Regions from separate parts of the Rattus norvegicus genome. Here region 1 is linked to region 2. The links are chromatin contacts, called in public HiChIP or PLAC-seq maps. All regions are on one chromosome and are shown on one strand. The core of a region is the stretch at or near the end of the contact, and the rest is flanking DNA. Distances in the headings are between cores, read along the strand shown.

Region 1 (5,525 bases), core at 215-2,714, 200 kb before region 2:
ATGTTACTAGTTAACCAGCACAAAATATTTGAACATTTATTACATTGGGTCATAGCGTAAACTTGACAGAAGCAAAAAAAAAAAAATAAATTCGATCGTGGAGGAACTTAGAATGCACAGAAGAAACATGAAACAGGTGTAGAATGGCTCACCCATCCATTGTTAAGGTCCCTGGAACAACAGATGAGAGAAAGGGGGTGAGTGTGTGTTGTCTAGCACACTAAGTTGCAATGGAAGCAGGCTGAGTGATGAGAGAACACAGGACTAACACAAATCAGTCACCACTCTGCATACACAGTGACTCTGACCTTGGTAAACACAAAAGAACGACCTCGTGGCTTTCTAGGAAAAGACCTTCCACAAACACCCGGGTTGAATATCCTTCTTCAGTTAAAGAAAACCAGCACCCTCTACCCACCTAAACACCAAATGGCTGTCTTGAAGGAGGCAACGGAGCACAAAGGAACTCCTTGGGAAAGCCTGGCACTGCGCAGGAAGCCACAGAGCAGAGCAGATGGGTGCTCAGAGAGGACACACTTCATCAGAGCTGGAGGTCAGAGGGCACCGGCCTGCCCGGAGGGTGAACTGCGTAAGCGGAACTGTTACTTTTCTCAATCTGCTAAGTTTAGAAAACTTTACATTTGGGCAAGCCATTCTAGGTCAGCATGAAAAAGTAAAGTCTTTTCTACGGTAAAGTAGGAAAGACGGCGTGGTTAGCGGGCAAGATATTTTGGAAAGTTTAATGGGGAAAAGCAACACACGGTGGGCAGGCAGGATTAAGACACTACGCAAGAAAGAAGGGAGCAGGGTCAACCTTCGGAAGACCAGTGACGTACTGGCTTTCCTCATAAAGAGTATGGGCCATGATGCTGTCCCACTGTCACCAGGGGAAGCCGTGTGTCCTGTCCCAGGCCTGTGTGTTGAAAGGAAGCACAATGTGGCCAGGCTCTGAAGAGCACTCGCACTGGCTTTTGGAGGGAAAGGGGTAGAGTCTGCTCCTCACCATGACATAGGCCAGATATTTGAAGACTTCGTCTGGTGCATGTTAGGAACAGGATACCAGAGGCTTTATTACTGCCCTAGACTGGGTAATGAGGTAACTAGCACTATTAATAGACCAGCACATTCATACATGGTTCTGTACGTCCTCAGGCAGACATTTTAAAAAACCGTAGTATCAAGTGCTTTTTTGGGCAATGCCTTTTCCCCTACTTTTTCTGGGAAGCATTTCATTCCTTAGAAAGGATGCCAAGTTCATTTCTTTCCAGTGCCAGTACTGCCTCTCCTCACTGAGTCAGGCTACACTGCCAATGTGAGGAAAAGATTTTTGTTTCTGGTTTCCCGTGGATTTTCTAAAAGACTGCGCTGAGCTGGACGGTGGCTTTGTTTAACTGCTCAGACCCTCACCACCCAGGCGTGCAAATCCTAAGTGCGTGCTTTTGCTAAAGGAAGGCCAGGCCAGGAGAGGGAGCAAGAGAACACAAGATATTCCTATATCTGGGTCACAAGGAAAAGTCAGAGGATGAGGTTGGATGGGGCAATCTTTCTCTCTCTCTCTCTCTCTCTCTCTCTCTCTCTCTCTGTCTGTCTGTCTGTCTCTCTCTTTCTCTCTCTCTCTCTCTCTCTCTCTCACACACACACACACACACACACACACACTTGCTCGTGAAATTCAAATGCTGTGCATTTCTGGGGCTGCAGAAGGGACTCTGAGCGTGTTGTTTGCCCATCACCTAGCAATTTTTTTTTTAGTTGATTACTGAATGCTGGTCTTTAAGGGGCTTGTATCAGAGGAGGAACTTTATGAGTTGCCAACTCGACCGACTACTAACACCCAAACTGTACAGTCACTCTGTAGCTCTCCTGGCTCACCATCACCACAGCATACAATGATTCTGGAGCGAATGTGCCAAAGGAAGATATGTCTGGATTAGGTTCACAGGCTGAGGTGTCACTCACCCAGGAAAGGCTATGTGTCTCTACGGGGACAGGGTTGGTGATGACCAACTTTACAAAGCAGAGTACACTTCCTTTAACAAATTCATCCTTGCCACCATCTTCTGTGGTTCCATAGAAGTCGTATGCTTGGGGGACAGGGTGTGTGTGTGTGTGTGTGTGTGTGTGTGTGTGTGTGACACAAAACATTAAATGAAGATGGAGTACCAGGCTAGAGAGGCTCTGCACTAACGAGACAGGACGAGTCAGCAGAAATAACAAGCAAATGACAGGTAGGATGTAGTAAATGTATAAAGCTGCTGGTGGAAGGGCAGCTAACACTGAGGGAGGGACACATAGGCTGCTGGAGCCAGCAGAAAGCAATGTGCAAAGACACAGGGGAGACTGGGGTCCAGGGCTTCTGGGGCAGGACTATGTCAGTAGGAGAGGAGGAGCTGTGGTGCTGGAGAGGAGGGAGCAGAGGGCAAGACTGGGAAGGCCAATTCTCAACCACAAAAGAGGTTGGCAGACTGTGGGCAGGCACTGCAGGGTGCCAAGCAGAGGGGCACTAGGGAGATCATACTGACTGCATTTGGGGACCAGCCTAGGCAGGGACAAATCAGTCACGGAAGTCCAGGAGAGCTCCCACTGTGGCTAGCACAGAGGCAGCACTGGAAGAGCACAGGGCTCAGGATGGCCCTGAGGAGGAAGACTTGACAGTCTGTTAAGAACAACCTACAAGCCAGTTCAAGGATGGCTAACGCAACTTCACACTGTTTCCAATTAACCGGAGTCGCCACCTAGACACCTCTGACATTGTTTGACATGAGCTCTGGCTGGACCATGTAGGCTATTTTACCATGTAGTGGCTGTAACAGGAAATGTGCAGAGATTTGCACACAGCCAAGACAGACAAGTGATGGAGGACATGGCGAAGTCCTATAGCCTCCAGCTTTCTTGAAGGACCAGCCATTAAGGCCAGCCATTCATTTTGTGCTATAAGAGTACTGTCAGATATAGGAATTGTACAAACAAATGAAGCCCAAGCTCCCATGGGACTTGAGGATCTCCTCTTCCTTCCCTTCTCTCTCTCTCTCTTAAAAATTTCAAGACAGGGTGTTACTGTCTGCCTCTGCTGGTGTGGGATGCTATGTAAACCAGGCTGACCTCAAACTCAGGGAGATCCACCTGCCTCTGCTTCCCAGGTGATAGGGTTAAGCCCTGAGCCATGAACCTGTTCTTATACTAAAACATTAAACAGACGAATGGAATTTAGGTGAACTAGCACAGTCAGATGATATGTAGAAGGTAGTAGCCATTGCTGCTGTATAGACTTCGAGCTTCAAACTGGGTTTTCTGACTCCGTCTCATGCCTCCCTCTCCAAGGGAGGTAACTGAATCTAATAGGTCAGTCAGAGTGGTTCCACCTCGAGATGCTCTCATCAAAGCTGCAGATCCACAGCCATGTAGGTACTACATGCACAGGGTTTAGGGACCAGGACACAGGCAGCTCTGGCGGGGCAGGGGGATTGTCCTGTTTATCGCTATGATTACTATAACACTCCTGAGGTGTCAGGTGTCTTCTGAGGACCCAGACAAAAGTGGCTTCATCTAAGTTTTGTTACCCCCAAAAAATCCCTTCAGCGAGGTGGCTTGAATTGTAGAGAGGCATTAGTGGGTGGAATGAGAAAAAAAGGGAGATGATTTATTCCAGTTTTGGGTGTTTTCTCTTACTGTCGTAAATTGTACCCCTTCAACATTATTCCTTATATAAAACTAAATTCCTAGCTCAGGCTCGTGATGCCTTCTGTGGGAACCTTGAGCTACAGGGGGTGCCATTCACCTAGGCTCCAAATGTACAGCTGCCTGGCTGGAGACCCCGGACTTCGTTTCCCCAGCTGTTAAAAGAACAGATGATTTTATTTTCTTACTGTTATTGTATTACTGTTTTCATCTGTGATGTGAGGGTTTAGAACCTGGGCCACGGAACCAGGCTGTCCAAGATGCTATCCAGTGTTCTCTGTTTAGGAGCTGACCACGTCAAGTGTAACTGTAGCAAGTTAATGAGCCTTTCTTTCTTTTGCCTCAGTTTTCTCATTTGGCCTGTTGCAACTTAGTATCACAATCCCATAGAGTCCGAGTGCTAACTATGCTTGGCAGCACCCATCACACAGTAAGGCGACTGTTCAATAAAGGCTGCTATCACCCCCCCCCACCACCACCATCAAAATCATTATTTTCAATAATTATGAGACACACTGGATATACGAAAGACAAACAACAGCCTGTTTCTTTAGTGCTTGGTCACATGTCTTTTAGGCTATGACTCTATGGTTCTCAGTTTATTACAGGAGGAAAACTCCCGGGCATCCTTACTTCCCATGCACCATGCTGTACTCTCGAGTAACGACTCTCCCTGCGGCCCACTGAAAGGTGCTGAGGTAAAGTTGTTATGACTACTATTTTATTACTTGCTGGCCTTGCTAATAAAGCTAACCTAAGCATATGTGACTCCTTTTTTCTTTTTTAGTGGAACATGGTGTGACCAAAACTTGAGGTATATGGGACCAGCTTGTCTACAAAAGTACTTTAGGGATGCTGAGGGACTGGAGAGATTGCTCAACAGTTAAGAATGTGTGGATCCTGGGGGCTGGAGAGATGGTTCAGTGGTTAAGAGCACCCGACTACTCTTCCAGAGGTCCTGAGTTCAATTCCCAGCAACCACATGGTGGCTCACAACCATCTGTAAAGAGATCCCATGCCCTCTTCTGGTGTATCTGAAGACAGCTACAGTGTACTCATATATAATAAATGAATAAATCTTTAAAAAAATAAAGAATGTGTGGATCCTACAGAGGACCCAAGTTTAGTTCCCAGCACCCTTATCAGGCATCTTACAATTGCCTGTAATTCCAGCAGCAGACGAATGCACCAAGACACATACCAACACACACACATACACATGAATGCACAGGAACACATACACGCATATGAACACACACACATGAAAGCACATGGATACACACACGGACACACATACACACACACATGAATGCACATGGATACACACACGGACACACATACACACACACACACACACATGAATGCACAGGGGCACATACCAATACACACACATACATGAATACACACAGACACACATCCATATACACACAGACACACAGGCACACACACATATGCATACACACATTCACACACACGAATGCACATGGACACACACATATGAACACACATGAATGCACATGGACACACACATATGAACACACACGAATGCACATGGACACACACATATGAACACACACGAATGCACATGGACACACACACATTCATGGATGCACATGGATACACACACACATTCATACATGAATACACAGGGACACACACACACACACATATATACATGAATGCACACAACTAAAATAAATCTTAGAAATGAATGCTTTGGGCTTAGGTGCCTCCAACTGATGCAAGTGTTATCGCTTTGGGGGGATTATACATAATTTTCAGGCATACTCATTAGTGCTAGGGTTCCCAGGTTACTGTCAAATTCCTACACTCAAGTGATCTTGCCT
Region 2 (5,400 bases), core at 690-3,189:
AACAACAACAAAACCAAAGGAACCAAACCAAACCAAACTAAACCAAACCAAAGCTAGTAATGATGAGTTCGTATTAAATAGCTCTAAAGACTGGCACTCTCGAAAATGAGGTGAGGGAAGGAGCTAGCATGCATGCGCGCTCTCTTTCTCTCTCTCTCTCTCTCTCTCTCTCTCTCTCTCTCTCTCTCTCTCTCCCCCCCCCTTCCCTCCCTCCCCGCTCCTCTGTTTTCAACACAAATAAATAATAAATAAAAAAACACTGACTTCTACAGGTCAACGCCAAACGTTTCCCTTGTGTGCCTTTGAACTGTGGTTTGGCCTCAGGAGTGACTTTGACCATGACTGTTTGCAGAGATTCCAAGCACAAATGATGTCACTGTGGTCTTCTTGGCTTTCCTTTTACTCTTTCCTGGGGGAAACTAAGCCAAGGTGCTAACATTTTAAGCAGAGGTTGAAAAGACAAACAGATATAGAATTCTACACAGGTAGAATCTGTATAAAGGAGATGAGTGCAAAAATTTAAAACAGTGCCAACAGGAAAAATAAATGCAATTTTTAGAGATATTAATATAGTCCAAGCCCACTTTGCTTAGTAGATTATCTAAGCAGCCAAAGGGTTCTGTCTCTGTTTAGTTTTAGCGACTTTCTAGAGAGCAGTGGAATGTCTCAGGAAAGTGAACGCATGAGCGGGCCCTTAGCATCAAGCTAAACACCGGAAACGGGTGCCACGTAATTCTTATCTTCCCTAGCAAAGGAGGCAGGGGCCTGCCAGAGTGCCTTCTTCGTCCCCCAATATGTTCTTTTGCTGAGCAACTGGGCGCTTGCCTCAGGTTGGCTGGACTACTGAGGTATGACATAAGGATCTCGAGCGGGGCGATGTGCATGCCACACTGTATGGGAGACAGGGACGTCAACTAAGGCACATCACCTCACACTGAGGCCTTGACTACTGCAGGGTAGGAAATGCCGTTACCCTGAAGCACTAACCTCCCAGGAGCTGCCATCCCTGGGTAATTGCTTTCCTTAAATGAGCCTTTAGTATCACTGCATGTAACTACAAAGGGCTTCAGGTCTGAAAACCTGTCCACTCATCACCCAAATGTGACTCCCTACTAATTGGCTTACTATTCTCAGCAAACATTTATTACTCATTAACTATGGGGAACACTCGTTTTAGGGAAGGAAGAAGCAGAGATCTACACTAAAAACACTCTAAACATCTGTTCCATGACACTGCAGAGAGACTACTCTTTACTCATATATTGAGTAAGAAACTCTGTGCTCCACATGGTATTTGCTTTATATTTGAATGCTTTTGCCTTCCCCTGCGCCCCTCCCTGTCCACTGGTGAAACTGTTTGGAAAGGGTTAGGGGTATATAGCCTTTGAAGAGGTGTGTCACTGAGGGCAGACTCTGAATCAGTTTCAAAAGCCCTCTTCTATCCCATGGTCTCTTTCGCTCTCTGCCGCATGCTTGTGGATGAGACATGAGCTGTCGGCCCCTGCTCCAGCACTCCGCCTGCCTGTTGCCATGCTCTCAAGTGTGATGGTCATGGACTCACCCTCTGAAACTTGTAAGCTCTCTCTAATCCCGCTTTTCTGTAAGTTGCCTTTGTTTCATCACAGTGATAGAAAAAAAAGTAAGACCCTATGTGTAGACAGGCAGAATGCTAGAGTCTGAGAGACTTCAGGGATGATCTGCATTGTTGAATTCTTTGTGTATAGAAGTTGTGTGCATAATCTGATATGATCTACGAACCCTTCTCCCTCCAAATGCCTACCATCGGCAAATGCTTCTTTGCCTCTTGGCATTTTAAGCACTGGGAGAAGGACTCTGATCTAATGCCACGGCTTCATTTTCCATTTGGAGGCATCTCGTTTCCAACACAGGATATGACTTGCTCACAGCCACTCAACAGAAACCATGAGCAGAGTAACCTGGTTGAAACCGAAAGACAGCGACACCCAGCAACGGACAGGCAATCAGAAGCCAGGCTTGTGGTGCTGCCAGGGAGGGTGAAAGGTGAATGTCTGGGAAGGAATGCATTCTCTATGCTCTGGTTCTAGCAGACGTCCTGACTGGAAGGACAGTAGACTTTCTTTAACTTGCCCTAAGTCCAGGACCCACCCAGGGCTCAGTCTGCCTTGTCCAGGCCTTGTCTCAGAAAATTTGTAAAGACCTATTCAACCTGGACATTTCCAGAAAAGGAACAAGTGTGTCTCTGCTTTGGAGAACTCTACCCAGAATTCTAAAGAGCTGTAACTGAGTTATGTCCTGGACACTTAGTAAGTATTCTGAATCAGTGACCATCGTCCGTGTACTTAGTAATAGTCCACCGAAGACTTGACAAGCAGCAACCCTAGAGACCTATTCCATGACTAAACAAAACTTTTCCCAACCATTCGATCAATAGACTCACAGGGAGGTGGGTTAGTCTTTCAAGAACTGAGATGTCCTGGAGCCTCACATTAGCAAATGTACGTTAAATTCAATCAAACAGACAGACATTCTTTTGACATGGCAGAAAAGAAGTGTTAACGGTTTGGGGGTTAATGAGACCTGGATTCTAATATCCAATTTACTTTATATAGACTTAGGATATTAAGCTTGTTACAATAGAGACCCCTCATCTGAAAAGCAAGAGTAATCGCCCACATTGCAAGCCTTAAAATGATGTTATCAATCATCTACGAAGGCCAAGTCCTAGACTGTTCACCATAATTGAGACTTTTTTTTTTTTTTGACCAAAAGATGGGTTAGAAGTCATTGGGTTAAAGTTGTGCTTTTAAACACAATAAAACATCAACACAGTGGTTTCCTGACATGGAAGTTTGTCACTAAAATCTTAAACGCATGGGTTAGCATTAGTGTCTACACCCTGCCTACTGTGTTTTCAGACCTCGCCTGATCATCTTCCCAAATCGCTCTTGCCCTTTCTTCATGGGAAATAGTCCATAAGTAAATTACTTTGAGAAACCAAAAATTTGCAGAAAAAAATTTTCCAAAGTCTTTACCTTTTATTTATTTATTTAAGAATAAATCCTATTCAATCGACAAATCCAAATAATAGTGATTCTAGATGTGGAGAATTCACGATTTGTTATTGTAATTGGAAAGGAGGATACAAAGTAATTACTTAGTCATGGGTAAAACGCACATTCCACTTTCGAAATAACTAACCTGACAGGAGAGACAAGACTCCTGGAATTAAATACTAAAGTCTAGCCATTCAAGATAATAAGCACAGCACGTTACATAATTTTACTCTGAGTCACAATATCCTTCCTTCCCTCTTGGACATATATCAGTTTTCTGTAATAATTGAACGTGAAATTAGAAAGTTACTGTACTATAAGAAATCAGTTTACGAGCTGAAATTTTAGCAAAGAATAAAGCTACATTAATTTGAATTTTGCAAGTTTCACAAGGAGAGAAAATATCCATTAGCGGTGTGGATGAAACTCCCTTGAGAACATGTTAGACTCCAAAGGAGCAAAACCATAAACAAACGCACATCCTCCCCTGCATACTGATACCTGGAGTCACCATGGAGAAGAGAGCTAATGGAATCCCCAAGCTTGGAGATGCTCATTCCCCTACAGCACTGTAAGGTATGAGACCCTCTCTGAGGGTGTCCTCAGGATCAAAGAAAGCATGGGTACACTTTCCTAGAAAGATGGGGTGCTTGACTACATGGGTATGTAACTACAGTCATCTAGTATAACCAACTGCCATTCATCCAGGGAATGACTACATTTCCCAGGCTGCCTTGCATTTGGGTAGAGCTGGGTGGTCAGCTCTGACCAAGGAATGAGAAGAAAAGATTTGCTGGGCTTTGATCATTCAGGATTAAGAATCAAAGGTTCTTTCTTCCTGCTCTTTTGTGTCCATCATCCAGATGAAGATAATTGCATGCCTCAACCAGTAATGGTGTCAAGGGTTAAATGTTTCCCCCTTTCTCCTCCAAATTCATATATCAAACACTAAGGCACAGTGTGACCTCTCTGGAAATGGGACTGTCATCAGGTAAATTAGTTAAGATTAACTCATACTGGAATAGAGGAGGCTCCTAATCCCGTATGACCATTATTCTCATAGAAGGGAAATTTGGGGCCTGATGTGTTGACACTTTCCTATAACTCCAGTACTCAGAGGACTGAGGCAGGGAGATCATTGTGAATTCAAGACCAGCATGATCTAGCCAGCAAGCTCCAGGCCAGCCAGAACTACACAGTGAGATCCTGTCTTAAAGACAGGAAGTGCAGGGCAGATAGTTGGACCCAGGCACAAACACAGAAAGACGAACTGCAAATCAAATCAAAGTCGGCCGAGAAAGAAATCCAGACTATACTTCAGGCTCACGACCTTTAAATAGCCCTGCCCTCAACTCAGCCCTGCTTGACATAGTTCTGTTCAAGCCACCCAGATTGGGGTGCTGGGCTACCAAGGCCTGAGCAGACCAACACAAATGGTAAAAGAGAAGATGCCTGGAGACTGGCCCAGAATTCCATCACTTCAGAATAAGAGCGCACTGCTGATCAAGCACCTCCATGGTACTGGGCCAGAAAGGAAGCTTTTACTCTGTTAGGTCATCCAAAGTTAGAGCTATTTGTTATCACAGCAAACATCACCCTCTATATGATTTAAAGTCCTCTAACTGCAAACGGGGGCACATCAGAGAACACGGCAAATGCCACAAATTCATTCTCTTCTGCTTGTAGAAGTATAATTTCCCCAAGAACTATAAGCAAGCCCTTTAATTCCGTATTAGAGATTATTTCTTTCAAGGGGCCCCAGTATGAAAGGCTTTGACTCGGTGCTAAGGACAAGGATGTGGCTGCGATCACATTCCTTTAAAACAATCTGAAAAGAAGTCACCGTACCTTGGTCCTTAAGTGTAGGTGAGCGTGCGCGTGCTTTATAACGGGTAACTGTGCGGATATGTATATGTTTTCCCTGATTACTCTCTCTCGCTCGTGTAAAGAACAGAGCAAAGGACAGACACCCTGTTTAAGAGTTATTGGCTTCAAAAATCCCTCCAAAGCTGCATTGGCAGCTGGATTCCCTGTTTATAGAAAACCAGGGCTGGGTCTGCCTGAGCTCAGAGCTCAATTTAGATCACAGCATCTGGCTTAAACACACACAGCAGCAGGTTTCCAGGCCATGACTGTTGCAAAGCAAAGACGGGAGCCCCCTTGCCAGCACGGTTCCAAACACAGAGGTGCTTGAGGGCAGAGAAGCCCATTCCAAGCAGCCGAGGACCGGTAGCCTGAGCAGCTCTTGTATCCCTACACCAGCAAGCACTGGGAGTCCACTGACACTGATGGCCCCCATTCAGCTTTGTGGGAGTCAGAGAACACCCCTCAGCAGAGACTTCTTTCCTGAGGAGATTATCGTCCA

The links. HiChIP or PLAC-seq counts read pairs in DNA pulled down with a chosen protein or histone mark.
Region 1: a contact with region 2 is called in an H3K27ac HiChIP or PLAC-seq map of oligodendrocytes, with 15 times the contacts expected there. The contact joins two enhancer-like sites. A contact is called at or near these places in 2 of 12 Hi-C or Micro-C datasets (the Rat2 cell line and psoas muscle) and 1 of 1 datasets of contacts at active chromatin or transcription factors (oligodendrocytes).

Annotation. Positions count from the first base shown.
Region 1 is chr5:51,728,415-51,733,939 of GRCr8, reverse strand. All of the region lies in intron 3 of Bach2 (BTB domain and CNC homolog 2), which reads right to left. Among named protein-coding and RNA genes, the nearest start is that of Gja10, 67 kb to the left of the region's middle. Within about 2 kb of position 1,464, at least 16 of the 93 cell types and tissues checked have an H3K27ac peak or open chromatin away from gene starts, as enhancers often do.
Region 2 is chr5:51,525,325-51,530,724 of GRCr8, reverse strand. All of the region lies in intron 1 of Bach2 (BTB domain and CNC homolog 2), which reads right to left. Among named protein-coding and RNA genes, the nearest start is that of Bach2, 15 kb to the right of the region's middle. Within about 2 kb of position 1,939, at least 10 of the 93 cell types and tissues checked have an H3K27ac peak or open chromatin away from gene starts, as enhancers often do.